Regions from separate parts of the Zea mays genome. Here region 1 is linked to region 2. The links are chromatin contacts, called in public Hi-C maps. All regions are on one chromosome and are shown on one strand. Each heading gives the region's core, a stretch centred on a gene start, on an enhancer-like site or on the middle of the called end of the contact. The rest is flanking DNA. Distances are from core to core; before and after follow the strand shown.

Region 1 (4,717 bases), core at 1,097-3,596, 340 kb before region 2:
CCAAATGTAGAGACAAAATGAGGTTAGATGACAAGTTGTTAAATTTAGAAAGTTCATTTAGAGAACTGTTGAAGAATAGTTTTTATGTTAACAACTAAATTATTAATTTAGAAAGTCTTTTAGAGAACTACTGGAGTTGCTCTTAGGTGTTCAGAAACCGCTGCCTCGTTTGACAAATACTGTAAGATGGTAGCATGAACAATTAGGTATAACGATGTCCCAGATCTCGATACTAGCAGCAGCTAAACACCACCAGAACCATCACAGAGCATCAAAGTTGTTCGGCAGCACAAGAAAACATACGATTACGCAAGTATTTGCATTGCATAGTGCATACCATCAATTTAGCATGACAAACCATGAGTACAAAGTGGTCACTACAGATAGATAAACATTTCTTGTTCATTTAGCTAAAAAGGCAAAATGGTTCACGGCTCTTGGCTGAACTACAAAAATCCAGGTACTCCTTTTCAAGCTGCCCGCAATCATGCTTCGGTCTGCTCCCGCAGGCGCCGGATTGTGCTTCTCACAGTGACCGCACTAGCAGTGCTGGAAATGCAAAGTAACAAAATTAGAAAACACACGAGGATTCAATATAAACAGAGTAACCGGACATCATCACATACTTCATTGTGTAGGCGCCACCGGCCTTAACCTTCCCACAGTCCTTGCATCCCCAGATACCAACTGCTTTCCTCTTCACGGCAAACTGTTGTCAAGTATTGGCCATACAAAAGGCAATGGCACAAGTAAGAATCAAAAAAGCAAATAGAAAGAAACATGGCACATAATTCATAAAGGAGTTTCATTAAAACAGTGAAAACCCAGAAAAGGTCTGGCAAGGTATGCGTATGCCTTGACATTAACCGACTATCTAGTAGAATTCAGATAAGGCATAAACTATCTCAGAGAAGTTATAACATCAATACAGCTATATGAAAGACAGAAAGACGATCACAGATTGCTATTGCAAATGTCGGAGAACATATTTCACCAGGTCACTATTCATTGTTGTTACCACAAAAAAGGAGACACAGGAATTAGTCAATAGCACATAATTGTTTAAAAAATAAGCAATAGTGCATCTTAAAAATAGCAAAAAAAAACTGTTACTCAACTAATGCACCGTAAATGATTGACCAGTTTGCCATGTGATTATCAAAGCAAGGCATCACAAAATCGATGAGTTTACCTTGCCACAGAACTCACAGAAGTATTTGGAGTGCTGCGAGACCTCCATCTTCTTGATCTGTTTACGTAAACTGGCACCATACCTGGTACCTACATAACAGCAACAACAAAAGAGTTATCAACCAGAATACAAAGGTAAGAACATGGGATCGCAAAACAATGAGTAAAGATAGTCCAGTGTCTGTACCATATTTGCCAACGATTCCTGCCTTCTTGGTGCGTTTCGTCTGCAAAATCATCACAAAACATAAAAAATTAGAAAACATGGACAGATACCTACAATACTCTGCATTGGTTAACATGGTACATTGCATAGACAGAGGCAAGGCAACCAGTAAACCAATTTATACGAGCAAAACCTATGCAAATTAATTTCGACTGCCCAAAACTAGGAGATGGTAAACAATAGCTAAGATCTAGTTGGAAAGTTTAAGCTACATAACTTTTCGAGTGGAATGGTAATTACCGCTCAAAGCATGTATGTGAAGAAAGCACAGAATTCTTACTACTTCGGTAACCTATTCAACTACACACTTGTACTTATTAAAATTATTTAGTGCCAGTAGAGCTTGTTTAGGTGCACGCTAACCCACCCAATCTACATATATTGGGACGAATTGGTGTGGAAAACTATTGAGTTTTGCACCTCAATCCCGATACATGTGTTTTGGAGTGGTCGAAAAGGACTAATGGAGGCTGTACAACCGGCAACAAGATTAAACATTTTAACACGAAACAACATAATACTGCCAGATTTCGAAATCCCACCGTCAGAATATTCACATAATAGTGCCAGATTTCGAAATCCCACGGTCAGGCTATGAGTCACATAATAGTGCTAAATTTCGATCCCCACGGTCAGACTATGAATAAATGATTTCTGACAGCTGCGGAAAGCACTAGCAGGAGCACTAACAGGCTAAACAAGTTAATTAGGTCATGATTTCTCAAAGACGCCGAACAGAATCAAAACAGCCCCAAGAGTAAACAATTTCATCCAAAGCGACGTACCATCTCGTCGGGGAGGAAGTGGCGGGCGTCACCGGAAGCGAGAGCAAGAAGGCGTCTCGTGGGGGAGGCGGCGCGGGCGAGGTTATGTGGAATTGTGGATGCTACTAGGGTTTTCTAGGGCTCTTCTGGTCGACGGTAGATTCTGGGCCAGAGTTCTGGCGGCCCGAAGTTTGCAAGGCCAGTGTAGCATTCTTTGAGGCCGGAAAATAAGAAGCGTGTTATGGTCTGGCTCACTACACCACGGAGATTTTAATTTTCTTATTTTTTTAAATTCGTTTTTTAAAATATTTTGTTCAATCCAAAAAAAAATGCAAAACTATACCTCTGACCTCGATCGAACCGGGGGAAGTAGTTACTGCCAGTTTAATTGATGGTATATGAACTCGAATGAAGATACAATTTCTAAAAAAAATAGAGAAAAAAGAGATATTTAACTAGGATGTATTTTCACCCTCCGAAATTTGAACCTAGCATATAGAAATAAACGATGCATTATTCCATTAGGCACGGATATGACTAATTTTGATGTCCACAAGTATTTTATTGGTCAGTTTACTATATCTATATCGAGTATGATAGGCATGAATATGTTATCTCTGCTTCTATGCGAGTCCGAATTATTAGAAATAATTCATATAAAATTAGAAGAGAAGGAATAAGTGATGTCCCTTATGCTCCAGCACCTTACACGATTCAAATATTTAAATATTAAGTATTGTGTGATGAACAATTAAATTACTATCCTAATGTTGTATATTGTCGTTGAGAACTCTTTTTTGGGCTACAAGTGCTATATTTTGTGTGATGTGATTGCATGATGTTGTCATTTAATATTTAATGTTGTCGAACTTATGATAAAACTATGTTGGGTTTGATGGAGTTGTTATACTGAACACAAAGATAATATACTATTTTAGTATCTTTTATTATTGATGAGATACGAGGCTTCACTATTTTGTATATGGTATATTTAGTGAAGATTCTTTCCGTTCTATTTGAAGCAGCGCTCTCTAACTAATTCTCTAAATATAGAAGATGTTTTTGTCGTGTTTATATAAAAGATTCCCTCTTCGTTGTTCTGTCTATTTTAATAATTTAAACATCAAATTTACTAAACTAAAACAGTATAGAAGATTTGGTAGTATGATAGATAAGTACGTACGTACAGGACGAGATATAAAAGGCATACGAGAGAAAAACGAGATATAAAAAAACACTCTTCTCTATCTATTTTAATAATGTAAACAATAAAGTTGCCAGGACCTTCTGTCAATGTGATGCTGGGAGTGAGGGGCAGCCAGCCAAAGCTCCCTGTCATGCCGTCTCCTTTGCTCGAAGCGGGTGAATTGCATTTCAGCAAGCACGCAATGGTCAAGCTGAAGGTGGGCAAAAGTGGAATGCTACAGCCTACAGAAGGGCAACAGATCTGTGATAGCTGAAAATGTGCAGGGAGCACGGAGCAGCCTGAGTTTGAAATGATGGGGCCCCAAAACATTCTGAGAGCGACAACACCTTTGACGGTGGAAGCCCTTGTTCCCCTCTTGTGTGGAACCTCTTCGGGTACACACACCTCGTGCGGAATTCCACGGTGCATGTGAAGGTACAGATCAGTTTGTTATCTTTATTTTTTGCCAGACCCATTCAGAAGCCTAACAAAGCTCTAGCCCTACTCTGTTTAGACCATCTCCAACAGCTTACCTATACTTATACTCATATTTAAACTACACTTTATAAACGGTAAAATCTACAATGTAATACGTGGACATATAAATTCTTAGTGACAAAGAGGATTTTTGTGCCTCGCTTGTGACCGTGGGGTCGTATCAATTCTGGAAAAAGTCGGCTGTGATCATGCCAAGACTATTGCTCAGCCAGAATTTGCCTTCTCAACAATACCCTAAACCCTAAAACCCTAAGCCTGGCTTTTTCAGGATAAGGACCCAACAGTGCAGCATTGTAAAAATGAGTTCGCAAAGGATTTACATCTGGTCACGATTAGAGCTAAAGGAAGATTCGATTCGACAATACCTGAATGGCTTCAGCATTGGCAGTAGATCCCGTCAATTTTACCCTTTTGAAATTTTGTAATTTACTTTCCTGTATGCTTCTAACTCTGTCGTTTTAAAAATTTTAATAAAATTTCAGTAGGGGCTTGCCCCTCCTGTCCTATCAAAAAAGAATTTGCCTTCTCAGCCAACAATATTAAAAACTCTTCGGCCGAAGCTACTACACTAGATGAAATAGCTGATGAAGCAATTAGAAAAAATGAGAAAGAGTCTCATAATGCTTTAGAAAAGGCTAACCGAGTTGAAGAAGCTGTTGAACGCGTCAGACTTATAGGTATATCTTTTATGGCTTAACTTCGTAATTTTTTGTAGCTTCGGTGCTAACATATATTTGTATTTTAATGCATCTGAGCTTTCTCCTCCTCCAGAGCCATACGATCCTGAAACTGATCCATCTCTGAAGGGGGCGCTCGATATATATGATTAGGATTGCTAACGAGGTCGTTGAC
Region 2 (4,788 bases), core at 896-3,395:
AGGTTCCTAGTACGTCGGGGTGGCGGTGCTGTTCTTGGACCACCTCGTCCACAGCATGAACTCGAGCGCGGCGACGGCGACGAGGAGGACGGCCAGGCTGAAGCCGTATCCGATCTTCCATGAGCTGTCGGCGCCGCCGACGTGGATCCCGAGCACGATGTTGACGGCGGCGAAGAAGAGCGCCAGCCTGCCCGCCCAGTGGTGGTACCAGTTCCAGTACTTGCGGTACTTGGAGTCGGCGCTGGGGCGCAGGAAGAAGGCCAGCACCTGCAGGATGCCGAGGAAGAGGACGAAGACGCCGAGCCCCCTGTGCGCGGGGATGTCGGCCTGGATCTTGTTGTACAGCGCCACCCCGGCGACGACGCCGGCCAGGCCGATGATGAAGCCGGCGAGCTGGACGCCCACGTGGAGGTAGAACCAGAGCGGGTCCATCCGCCGGAAGTAGCGCGCCAGGATGGCGCCGATGGGCAGCAGGACTCCCCACGCGAACACGTTCAGCGCGCCGTGCGCACGCCGCAGGCCGTATGGGAAGGACCCGTCCACCGAAGCTCTGCCTGCAGTTCAAGTGGTTTTCGATGTCAACCGACGGTCGGATTGGCCACTAAAATGTGTCATTCAGCCGACTGCTGTACCGTACCGTACGTACCCGTTGTGAAATCGAAGGTGAAGGAGGTCTTGTCCTGGTGCCTGGTGAGCCTGTTCTTGACGGGGATGCTGTTGCCGAAGGCCATGACGATGTGCTGGTGGGTGAGGCGGTAGGAGAACCTGAGCTGGAAGGCGAGGTAGATCTTGGCCTGCTGCACCACGACAGTGTGGTCGTGGTCGTTGGAAACGAGGAAGCCACGGTCGACCACCACCTTGGAGCTGCTCTTGCCCCGCAGCGCGAACTGCCGGACGTGGGGGAGCCCCTTCTTGCCGATCCACCCCACCATGGCGCTGGAGCCGACCATGAGGCCGTCCCTGGAGAACCCCATGCCCACCCACCCCGTGCTGTACATCGTGGACAGCACCACCCGCAGCACGTTGTCCTTGTCCTGGTGGTACTGAAAATTGCAATTGCAATGGATGGATACATGAGGAGATGGTTTGGTTCATACGTCAGTCAGAAATGCTGCATGCAGATGTACTCTATGCTGTGCTTGCTATATAGATTGTCCACAGTTCATCACAACAATCTGGATGGATAGTCGAAATATAATGCTACTAACAGCTACAGCCGAGGATCTTTTTTTTAACTATTGCATTACTCTCTTTGTCGTGCTTGATGATAGATAGGTAGATCAATAATGCAATTGCACGTTGCCTGTTGGTCCCCTTTATCTGAACTGTACGCTTTCAGCTCTATTGGCTCTGCTACTGTGCTACCTCCAAAACGGATTCTGATTTCTGATCCTGAGGATTTCCGCATTGCAGGTTGCTGCCTAGAATGCTGCGTCGTTTAGCTAGAAATCCCTTACCAGCTATCGATTTATTACAGCCGCTGGAAAGGCTTTGCTATGCTGAAAGTTCAACAAGCAACAACGCAAGCAGAGCATCTGAGTGGCAATCTCGCCTGCAGCCTGCAGGCAACAAGATCCACCCACCCCTGGCTGTTCTCGCGAGATCCCAAGCCCCAGAAACCGAACCACTGGCGCTGCACCGAACAGCAACAGAAAGCAGCAAGGCGGACTGCGGAGTGCGGACAGGCATGGCGACGGCGCGCGCGTGCACTGCACGTACGTACCCGGAGCACGAAGTTGTTCCAGACCGGCTGGCAGGCCAGGCCGGAGTAGTTGGCGGCGAGCACGGGTGGGAGGTCGCCGCTGCAGGTCTCCATCTGCGCCGTCGCCACCGACGCTGCCACGCCGAGCACGACGAGCAGCGCCGCGGCCACCGACGCCGCCGCACGCGCCATGTCACCCGTTCCTAGCTAGGTCGCTGCCTGCAGGCTGCAGCCCCGGCGACGACGACGACGCGAGACAACTGGTGCACGGACTACGGGGCTCGGCCGCGGGTTGCTGGGGAGTTTAGGGAGGAGGGAGGGAGGGACCGAGATTGTTGGGAAGTTGCGGTCAGTGTGAGTTGGTGGTGCGAAAGTTTTCTTTTTATCCTCGCCTTCTTCTATTCCTCGATGCGTTTGCGTTGGGTTGGCGATCTCACTGGGTGGGTGATGTGTCGCTAGTGGTGCATCTCGGAGCCCAGCCAGCTTATGATTGGTGCCTGTGAAGCAACGGTTGGTGCCGCCGCTGGGTTGGGTGTCCCTCTCGGCCGTGTCTGCGTCACAGTGGCATGCCGGCTCCAGATCTGGAAGCGGTTCAAGTGGTGACCGTGTCCTGGTCCGGTGGAGTGCAAAGGCCGCGAAAGGAAGGGGAGGAAAAAGAGCACTCGCGCACCCACTCGTGTACTGCTGGAAACATGTGGGTTTCCTGGAGTGAGAAGCGAAGGGTGTGGGAATGAAGAGTGTGTAGTGGAAGATCAGGTGATAAACATTTTGGTTGCTTCAGCTGTGAAAAAATTGTAGGGAAGTAATAGTACATAATGGTGTACGGGGCCAACTTTCTTGGAGGTGAAAAAGTGATGGCGTCAATAGGCGTGGAAATTTGGCTCGGGCTCGACGAGACGGCTCGGGTTCGACTCGCGAGCCAAAACGAGTCCGAGATGACGCCTGTTTTTACGGCTCGTCAGAACTGCGAGCCGAGCCGGTTCGGTCTAGCTCGCGAGCCGAGCTAACAACGTCGAGTATATTATTATTATTATTATTATTATTATTATTATTATTATTATTATTATTATTATTATTATTATTATTATTATTATTATTATTATTATTATGTTTTAAACTATTTTAATGAAATTCTTGAATTTAATACGTGATACACTTATATTGTAGTCTAAAAATATAGTATACATAATTTTTTTATCTTATATATAATAAAAAATATATAATTTATACTCTAAACATGATTTAGTGTGAGACTTGCAAGCTGGCTCGAGCTGGCTCGCGAGCCGTTACCAAGCCGAGCTGAGCCTCTCGGTCAGGCTTGCAACATGACCGATCCGAGCCTGGCTCGCCTCGCAACTGCACCGAGCCGGGCTCGGCTCAGCTCGTTTTCAGCCCAGGCGTCAACTCGATCGGCTACCAGACACGGTTCTGAATCTCGCAGAGAGCAACTCCAAGAGTTTAGGTATAATCTTAACTAAATTTAGACTTTTATGTGGTCGCTGAAAAATAGAAAATAGAAAGCTTCTCAAATGGTAAGATAAACTAGCAGACTCTCTAAATCTTGTTTTCTTCCCTCCAACTCGTATTTCTGCTCAAACAAACTGTAGGAAAACTTGTCATCTCCGCTCCTCACCTCTTCTTCTACCTCCACAGTTGCAATGAGAGCTGACCAGTACATGTGATGGAAGGACACGTAATCACATACGGAGGAAAAGGTAGCAGACAAAATAAACTCGTTTTTGACATTTCATCGAGTACCTTGGGGACATTCGAGCCATTTGGACGATGTGCTCCAAGAACTTGCCGAGCATAAACGCCTAGAGCAAGCACCAGTACTGAGAGATGCTCGAGAAAAAGCACATGTAGATGCTATCGTAACCAGCCAAGAGGAGGATGTCCTACAGGTCGCTCCGGGAGCACCGCCTCTGCCATTGCCCCCTCGTTCTTGTCCCCTCGCTAGTCGTGGGCTCGTGGCATCCGTCGTTCTTCAGTCCATTCCCCTTGTCGCCTGTGCCGCGGTAGGCGATGACAAACTAGCCCCACTACTGTCGGCTCAGGTGCCCGCACTCTCTAGCCTTGCCCTGCCTCTAGCGGACGAGCCGACGCTGTCGAGATCGAGAGAGCGGGATGACCGGAGAGCACGAGCAAACCGTGGCAACGGAGGACGGGAGAGCGCGCACGAAGCATGGTAGTGGAGGGCAGGTGTGGAGAGATGGTGAGTGCCACAGCCTCGGCAAAGATACCGAGCGGAGTGAAGCTGATGCCAAGCGAGATGAAGCGAAGAAGATGGCGAGTCTATTGGAACATTGAAAGTAGCCTAGAGGGGGTGAATAGGCTAATCTGAAAATTTTCACAACAAACTTCGAAAGATTGTTAAATACACAGTTCGACTGGTGCAGGCCGGTTCAACAGCTACGTGCGCAAGTTGAACCACTCTGAACCAATACAACTGTTTTATAAACTTTAGACTATAATCTACTCGAAAAAGTATTTCGTGAGTCCTTTTGAGAAGTAAGGTATAACTAAGTTAGAATTGGAAGATGAATACTTAAAGGCTATTTCACTTCTAGATATACTCTACGGAAAAATCTATATGTCAATCTTGCAAGTAAAAATATCTTAAGTTAAAGACAAGCAAGAACATAAGACACAAGATTTAATCTGAGGTTCGGCCACACCACAAAGGTGTCCTACTCCCCGTTGAGGAGCCCACAAAGGGCCGGGTCCTTTTCAACCCTAATCCTCCAAAAGCCGACCACAAAGGTCAAGGCAATCTCTTCTTATCTCGGCTCAAGGAGAGGGTGATACAAACTTCTTGGGGTCGTCCACAAATTTGGAGACTCCCAAGCAACCTCAAAAGATCTTGAAACCTAGGGTTTCAAAAACACCAAAAAGCACAAGAGGGGTTTGCACAAGCTCAAGTCTTTAAAAAGAGATGGGAGAGGAAAGCCAAATCGTGAGCACAAGCACAAACCTCACACCCAAGAGCTCCTCCAACAAGGTTGAATCTTGAGGAAGATTTAAGTGTGAGAGAGATGGGAGAAATGAGTGCTTTGTCTCAAGTTAGGTGAGCAATAAATGTGTAA

What was found. A called contact is a pair of places that touch in the nucleus more often than the background predicts.
Region 1: a contact with region 2 is called in a Hi-C map of leaf, with 5 times the contacts expected there. The contact joins the promoter of LOC100280675 here to the promoter of LOC100856943 in region 2. A contact is called at or near these places in 10 of 25 Hi-C or Micro-C datasets (bundle sheath, ear, endosperm and 4 more).

What each region holds. Positions count from the first base shown.
Region 1 is chr8:68,437,236-68,441,952 of Zm-B73-REFERENCE-NAM-5.0, reverse strand. It overlaps LOC100280675 (60S ribosomal protein L37a), which reads right to left and starts at 2,346. Exons shown (of 5, transcript NM_001154551.3): 1 at 2,203-2,346; 2 at 1,379-1,437; 3 at 1,193-1,281; 4 at 627-709; 5 at 281-549. The coding sequence starts at 1,430. The coding sequence ends at 486.
Region 2 is chr8:68,099,523-68,104,310 of Zm-B73-REFERENCE-NAM-5.0, reverse strand. It overlaps LOC100856943 (dopamine beta-monooxygenase), which reads right to left and starts at 2,145. Exons shown (of 3, transcript NM_001254829.2): 1 at 1,724-2,145; 2 at 647-1,043; 3 at 1-554. The coding sequence starts at 1,894. The coding sequence ends at 7.